2 separate regions of the Sus scrofa genome follow, and region 1 is linked to region 2. Evidence: chromatin contacts called from public Hi-C data. All regions are on one chromosome and are shown on one strand. The core of a region is the stretch at or near the end of the contact, and the rest is flanking DNA. Distances in the headings are between cores, read along the strand shown. Region 1 holds the start of SELENOH (selenoprotein H). Region 2 has its middle 23 kb from the start of LDHB.

Evidence for each region. A called contact is a pair of places that touch in the nucleus more often than the background predicts.
Region 1: a contact with region 2 is called in a Hi-C map of embryonic fibroblasts, with 2.6 times the contacts expected there. The contact joins the promoter of SELENOH here to the enhancer-like site in region 2. A contact is called at or near these places in 5 of 47 Hi-C or Micro-C datasets (embryonic fibroblasts, epiblast stem cells, heart right ventricle and 2 more) and 1 of 2 datasets of contacts at active chromatin or transcription factors (skeletal muscle).

The regions. Positions count from the first base shown.
Region 1 is chr2:13,227,610-13,231,465 of Sscrofa11.1, forward strand. SELENOH (selenoprotein H) reads right to left here and starts at 2,270. Exons shown (of 3, transcript NM_001184948.1): 1 at 2,148-2,270; 2 at 1,917-2,062; 3 at 1,687-1,787. The coding sequence starts at 2,269. The coding sequence ends at 1,687. TMX2 (thioredoxin-related transmembrane protein 2) reads right to left here. Exons shown (of 8, transcript XM_005660896.3): 8 at 2,854-3,692. The coding sequence ends at 3,546. It overlaps BTBD18 (BTB/POZ domain-containing protein 18), which reads left to right. Exons shown (of 4, transcript XM_021083027.1): 4 at 1-178.
Region 2 is chr2:13,010,492-13,014,615 of Sscrofa11.1, forward strand. No RefSeq gene overlaps it. Among named protein-coding and RNA genes, the nearest start is that of LDHB, 23 kb to the left of the region's middle. Within about 2 kb of position 2,815, at least 17 of the 83 cell types and tissues checked have an H3K27ac peak or open chromatin away from gene starts, as enhancers often do. A contact at or near this core is called in embryonic fibroblasts and skeletal muscle, where this site is marked.

The sequences.
Region 1 (3,856 bases), core at 1,020-3,519, 220 kb after region 2:
CAAGAGGCAGGTGTGCCCCTAGCTCGCCCCCCTGCCCCCAACCTGGCCTTTCGGAGCCAGGCGGAAATAGCTCCACAGGTCAAAAATTATGAATTTGAACCACTTTGCTTCTTTATAATCCATTTCCCACTTAGTGACAAACAACTGAAACAATAAACTTTGTGGTCACCAGCTCCATTAGGTCACAGGTAACGGCCAAAGCTTTATCTTTCAGGTTATAAGGCATCTAACCACTAACTCAGGAAAAGCTGCAAAAGGCCATCCTCCAGGGTCAGCGTTTTGTAGGAGAGGAAATGTTTCAGAAGATGTGAGGCAGCACTGGGATAAAACACTAAGTGGGGCGGAACACTATCCAGTACCTAATGTGTGTGGCTTCGTCACTGCCAGTCTGGCAAGTCTAGCCAAGACCTCCACAGGGGCCAGGATGAGGTACTCCACCATCACTTCCAAGAAGTAAGGTTAAAAAAAAAAAAAAAAAAAAAAAAAAAAAAAACAGCGTTGCTTTTAAAAAAAAAATACTTACTTTCCCCCTATGGTTTTACAGTTCTCCCATGTGTTCTAGCAGGGACCACAGGAATTGAGTTCCAGGTTAAGTGGTGACCCTAGGCTATGTAAAACACAAGGCAGACCAATCCCATAGGTTGGTTTGGTGCATCCCTTACCATTAAGATTAAGTTTTACTTCATTTATCATACTTTATATCAACCAAAATATTTTAATTTTTATTAAACCAAATCCAAGAACTTTTCAATGCCTTACTAGAGGAATGCCTCACGACTGAACCATCATTTCTGGAGGGGAAGAAACCACAGCTTCAGGCACATGACTGAAGTTTGGCCATGTCCCGTCATAAATGCTCCAACATCACCAGGGTCAGAAGGCTGTGAAAATGAGAGGAAAAAGTAGTTAGAGAAAGGATCAAGGCAATTACATGGCCAGCTCTCCACCCCTGAACCCACAAAGCCATGACAGCTAAATCACTGCATCTTGCACCCACATCTCACTCAACATATCAAGTGGCTGACCACATGCACTGTATGAAGCATTAGGGTGAAAGGCAGGGTCAAGTCCTGGGACCAGGAGTGAGAGTGCTACAGTGTAGGGTTATCACGTGGGGCCGTAACAGAACATACCAGTAACAAAAAAACACAAGAGGGCAGGAGTTACACAAAATTTGGCCATGAAAGAGGGGGGAAAAAATCACAACTCACACAATAAATGGGGGAAAACAGTGGAATTTACAAGAAAATGAGAGTTTTGTTGGTTTTTTTTGGATGTTAACATTTATTTTTTCATTCATCCATTCATTCATTCATTCAAGAAAATGGGTTTTTCAACCCATATAAAACTAATCTGTACACCAAGGGTAACAACTGCATCCTCTGAGGACACAACTTGCATTTCTGTAAAGAATCATCTACATTACCATGGGTATTCCACGACGTAGGTCAAAAACAATGAAATGAAACACAGAGTTAAGCTAAGGGCACACTAGGTAATTATAATTTTTTTCAGTTTTTCCCAACAGTAAAAGGAGACGCGGTATTCCCACTAGAGAAAATCCTCTAGCAGGTCCCGTGTGAAATAAGAAGCAACAGACAGAGCTACTTCGCCACACTAACATCAATCCACTCTCCCCCAACTCCCACTTCAAACCTCGGCGTGAGGACCTCTGCCCAAACCACCCTACGAGAGGTACTTCTTCAGCTCCTCCACCACCTCTTGAGGCTCAGGGAACTTAAGTTTGCGCGGGGGCCCCTTCTTAATTCCAGTCCAGAGCTCCGCACCTGGGAAAGAACCACGTAAAGCAGAATTACTACAGCCTCCCCCCGGAATCACCAGGTGGCGACGGTTTGAGACCAGCGCTTCCCCGCCTTCCACCCACGGCCCGCACCCAGACCCGGGCCCTCACTCACTGCTACCGTCGGGGCGCATCAGCGTCACCTCGAAGCTGCCCCTCCGGGGCTTGGTAGGATTCACCCTCACTGGAAGCTCCGGGGCCTCCACGCGCAGCGCCTGGCTCAGGGCCGCAGCGTTGCGCCCATAGACGCGTCAGCTCGTGCTAGTAAGAGATGAGGAAGGTCAGAGACTGGGGCCCTCGGTCTAGGGGGTCCTCGCCCGCCTCCATTACGCCCTAGGCCCCTCACCAATGCTCAATAACGACGCTGGCCTCCTCCATTCCCTTCCGGCCGCTAGCCGGCGTCTCCTGCTTCTCGGCCGCCGCGCCCAGCGCCGTCTCGGCCTTCCGCTTCCTCCCGCGGGATGCCATGGCGCCTGGAGCCGGGCTGGGAATCGAGCCGACCGGGGGAGGTACTAGGGTGGAGTCGCGGCCACCGGCAAGAGAGGCCAGCCAAACTCCGAGATCCAAACCGCAGGCCAGAAACTCGGCCTCCAGAACAAAACCTCCCTTAAGCGGCAGCAGCGTGGCGGGGGCGCGCACGTGGCCTGGAGGCGGGGCCTCTTGGGCAGAGCTACTCTGCGCGCAGTCGCGGGGGAGTCACGGGGCGCACCAGACCGAACCACCGGTGATGGGGGGACGGGCGGAGGGGCGGAGGGGCCAGGTAGCTCTGAAAGCAAGCCTGGCTCTTCCGCTTTTCCGAACTGTGCGACCAGCTGAATTGTGTGCACCTTGACCCCGTCCCTTCCCAAAATCTCCTTCCTGGGACTCGCGAGCCAAACCCAAACGAAGTCCGCAGTCTAACCCTGGGGTTGTGAAAACTAAACCTCCACTCCACAATCCTGGGGACCAATGCATGAAACTAACCAGGATGGCCTTTGAAATTAAGGAGATGGATAATTCCTCCGCAGTAGCTTGGCATCTCTAACACATGAATCACACACAAAGGCACAGTCAAAAGTAAATCCCAGTCTCTTTATTATGGAAAAACATCAACTGGCAGTGGGGAGGAGGTAGGAAGGTAAGTGAACTCCAACCATGGTAGGGGCTTTCTCCTCCAGGCCCCACCGGATGTCTCAAACTTCTATTCCTCTTCTTCGCAATCTCCATAAAATAGGGAGATTATTCCATACGAAAACTCTGAGGTTAAAGGTTTCTCCTTGGGACCAGTGACAGGCTTATACTTTTTAATGCAGGCCACAAACCAAGCCAGAAGGGCCTAAAGTAAGAATCCTTGAGGGAAAAAAATCTTAGCACTACTGCTGCATCTTGGCCTGTTGTTAGGCTTTAATCTAATCTAATCTACAGCTGTGTAGGTCCGCTAAAAGGAATAATGAAACCGGACGTGGTGGAGATGTGTGAGCGCCCAAGCTTGGTGGGAAAGCATTTCCTCCGCCACCACATAAGATGGTTCCCTCTCTCCAGTTAAAGAGCAGGCCACTGGAGTGGAGGCCTTCCTGAAGGATACCTGTCATACCTGGATGCCTCTTAAAAATCAGAAGCAATACCCTGCCCCACCTAGACGTAGCCAAACAGGAAAAACATAAATTAAAGTCCAAGGCCTCAGGCCAGGCTTGTGGTTACAGAAAGGGCAGAGCCTCAGAGGTGCCTGGGATTGACAGGAGAGGAAGCACTGAGAGCAGGGATCTTATTTGTCTTTCTTGCTCTCCTGATCTGGCGCTGCAGTGGGCGTTTGGGCTATAGGCTCCTCCTCGGGAATATTATCACCAGCCTTTGACACCTTCTTGGCCCGATGATACAGCTCATTCAAGTTGAATTCTCGAATCACATTCTCCTGTGAAAAAGAGATGCACACATCAGGGTTCTGGTTGGAAAGGACCCTGGGAAGTACACTTGACCCCTGAACAATGGTGTGGTTAGGGATGCCAACCCTCTTTGCAGCCCAGAATCCACCTATAAGTTAGTGTCAGCCTTCTGTATTCACAGATCCTAGAATCT
Region 2 (4,124 bases), core at 1,565-4,064:
CTTCCTCCAAGGTGCCTTTTTCTGTCTGTTCATTAATTTTTTTAATATAATTCAATGAATTTTATTTTATTTATAGTTGTACAACCATCACACTGTGTTTTCTATGTTTCACATGAGAGGCTTTCCTCAAGTTCCCAGTAATCTTAGATTATCTCCTTGGAAGTAAGAGTAATTAGGATTAAAAAGCAGTCTGGAAGTTCTGAGCAGATGGTTGTTGTTGGGCTTCATGTCCCCTTCAAAGAGACTGAACTCAAAGCCTCTGACCGAGACAAGAATTACCAGACCCTTATCGTCCCATCCCACCCATCTCCTTGTAATGCCACCCCCCCCAACCTTGAGCTTCCTGGCCTACTCCTTCCTACCCCTACTAGGAAAGGTGTGTGGCCCCACCCCTAGGAGGGTTTTATACACCCCCAACCAAGCAGCAGGTGTATCTCAAGATCCTTCTTTCCCCAACCAATCAGCACGTCAGCAGGTGTATCTCGAGACCTCTCCTCTCCCTGGGTTATAAAAACAAACCACATGTCCGGTCTCTCTGATTATGAGAAAGTCAGGCTGCCGTGTTCACAGCAGTGCCTCGCCTCAATAAATTTGTCTTCTCTTCACCTTGCCTTGAATCTGGAAATTCTTCTTCCAGCCTGAGTGCACAGACCCTGACAGTGATGATTTAGGAGTTTTTTTCTTTGGTGATCCAAGTAGGCCACTTTTTGGGGAACAGCACTGCCCCACCCCCATCCCACCCCGGCCCTGCCGTGTCTGTACCTTTAGGATTTTCCTCTTGGACCGATCCTATTCCTCATAGAAGAATCTTCCAAATCCCTTTCTAGCACCAGCATTCTGAGAGCCAAGAGGAAAGGGACTGGGAGTCTCAGCATTCCATATTCTTTATGCATGTGGTCACTTTTGGTGGGGTGGTCCCACCCTTAACCCTGCCTGAGCCACGTGGGCACATAGGTCTGTTTTATCATTTCACAATATTCCTCGGATGAGAGGGGCAGTTGTCTAGCACCTTGGGTGGGAGAGAAGTTCGAGGCGTAACTGTTTCTCAGCTTTCACACATTCCTTTTGGTTTAGCATCTACTTTTTCTCCAGGGCCAGCGGTTCCTGGAACTGCCAGTTCTTGAGACGTAGCACGTTCTCAGGGTGAACCAGGTGTTTCTCCAGCTTTCTGGGACCATAAAGACTTGAAGTTCTGGCTGGTTTACTAACGACTTCCCACTCATTCCTCTCTCCAGCTTCCGAAATGCTTTTGGAATCGGTCTCTGCATCTTTTCTCCCATTCTTGTTGGTTCATTTCTCTTTTTTTCTCTCTTTAGTCTCTTTACTGGGCTTTTTAAATTGTGCTCTATAATTAATTACGGTAATTTAGAAATTAAGGACATATAATCGAAACTGGGCAGAACCCTGTGGGGCTCCTGGGCACACAAACCTTCCTCTGTCCCCCATTTCTTGTTTTTAGGGAATGAGACTCAGCCTCCACGACCTTCCCTGAGTTCCAAAGGGCAGATTCAAACAGCTGCTAATCAGGGAAGGGAGGGGATGTGGAGACCAGAGAGGAGTGATTAAGAGATAGTAAATACTGCAGCCTTGGGACAGGCTCCTTGTTCTGCTTCAAGGAATATACATAATAATATCTTCGGGTTCTTCTGCAGAACTAAAAGCCCAACAAATGAAACCAGATAGGAGGACCACCAGAACCAGTCCTGGGGCCACTAAACACCAACTTTGAAGAAGACTGAAAGCTTACATCTACCCCGATCCTTGTCTGTGACAGTATTTTCTACTCCTAAACTATAAAACCACTTCTTTTTTTTTTTTTTTTTTTTTTTTTTGTCTTTTTAGGACCACACCCACGGCATATGGAGGTTCCCAGGCCAGGGGTGAATCGGAGCTGTAGTCACAGGCCTACACCAGAGCCACAGCAACTTGGGATTCGAGTCACATCTGCAACCTACACCCCAGCTCACAGCAACGCCGGATCCTTAACCCACTGAACAAGGCCAGGGATTGAACCCGCATCCTCATGGATGCTAGTCAGGTTTGTTAACCACTGAGCCACAACGGGAACTCCCTGAAACCCCTTCTTAATCTTTCCCAAGGGAGGGCACAGTCTTTAGGGCATTAGCCTGCTATGGCCTCCTTTGCCTGGCCTTTGCCCAAAACTCTGTTTCCGTATTTCAATTCAGCACTGGTGGACAGAGGCCAAGTTTCAGCAATATAACCAAAACGCCATCAAAACTCAAAGCCCTCCCGAGTTCCCATGGTGGTTCAGCAGTAATGAACCCGGCTAATATCCTTGGAGAATTGGGTTTGATCCCTGGCCTCGCTCAGTGGATTAAGGAATCAGTGTTGCCATGTGCTGGGGTGTAGGTCGCAGACACTCCTCAGTTCCGACGCTGCTGTGGCTGTGGCATAGGCTGCAGCTGTAGCTCCGATTCAGTTCCTAACCTGGAAACTTCCATATGGTACAGGTGCTGTCCTAAAAAGCTAAAAAAAAAAAAAAAAAAAAAAAATTTATTTGGCTTATAGTCTCATTTGGAATATGAGGTGGTATGTTTTAGTTCTCTCTCTCTCTCATTTCTCCTTTATTTTTACCTCCACATTCAATTGACCTATTTAGGAGCTTTGGGGGTCCCCGATCCAAATCTCATACAGGCAGTTAGAGGGCCTGGCCTGCAGAGCCCCTGGGCTGTGGCTCATCCAGACTAGGTGGGGGAATCTTGACTCAGCTCTTGGTCACAAGGCTGTGTCTCATCCCTCTCCCCAGCCTGGAGCTGGATATGAGCCATTGCTCCTTCAGCATTTGGCAGCAGGTTTATTTCCAGCCTCCTCCCAGGAGGGCGGAGGATGAGAAATGAATACCATCCTAGCCCTGGGCTTCAGTCAGTGAGCCTGCCTCTGCCTCCCCATCTCACAAGGAACACTCTTGACTCATTTGCCACCACTAACGGCCTCTGCACCCAAATCCCAGCATGTCCACCCACCTCTTCTGGCCTGGTTTGTGCTTCTGTGCCAGCTTGGAGCCTCAAAATTGCTGGTCTGATACTTAAGCCTGACCATGCTTTCTTCCCCTTTGTTTGCTTGTTTGTTTTATCCAGTACTTGCTATGTTTGTGGCGCAGAGGGCATTCCTGAAGCATGAACTCCAACTTGATCTGGCTATCAGGAGGTATTCTTTTTTTTTTTTTTTTTTTTGTCTTTTTGCTATTTCTTTGGGCCACTCCAGCGGCATATGGAGGTTCCCAGGCTAGGGGTCCAATCGGAGCTGTAGCCACCGGCCTACGCCAGAACCACAGCAACGCGGGATCCGAGCCGCGTCTGCAACCTACACCACAGCTCACGGCAACGCCAGATCGTTAACCCACTGAGCAAGGGCAGGGACCGAACCCGCAACCTCATGGTTCCTAGTCGGATTCGTTAACCACTGCGCCACGACGGGAACTCCAGGAGGTATTCCTGAAGTCAAATATTTGAGGAGTTCCCACTGTGGCTCAGCGGGCTGAGGACCCAATGTTGCCACAAGCTGCCGCTTAGGTCACAGATGTGGCTTGGATCCAGTGTTGCTGTGGCTGTGACCTGCAGCTTTGGCTCAGATTCAGCCCCTAGCCCAGGAACTCCCATATGCCACATGTGCAGCAGTAAAAAGAAGAAAAAAAAAAAATACACACACACACACACACACACACACACACAAACTCGGATTGTGTACCTCCTCACTGTGGTGAAAATTCTGATACCGAGGTCATTTGTGATATTGAATGCCACCTTAGCCAGCCTTATTTTTGCCTCCAACTGTTGCACATTACTGAGGCACCAGGCCCGTAAGACGCAGTTAAGACTAAATACTAACTGAATCTATTCTGAATATTTAGAACTCAAAACATCATAGAGTAGAAATTCAGGGATTGAAATAAAGATTTGACGTTAACTCATTTGAGAAAAATCTGTTCTTATGGTACACAACCGTTGTGGCTCCCCGGGTTGCGGGAGGATGCAATGCGTGGTGTGCGTAGGGATTTTTAACACTGTCCAGCACGTCTTAAGTCTATTAGGATACACCTGGTATCAGAACACACTGCAAAGGGAGCAGAGGATCCAGTGGGTATAGAGGTCTTTAGAGAATCA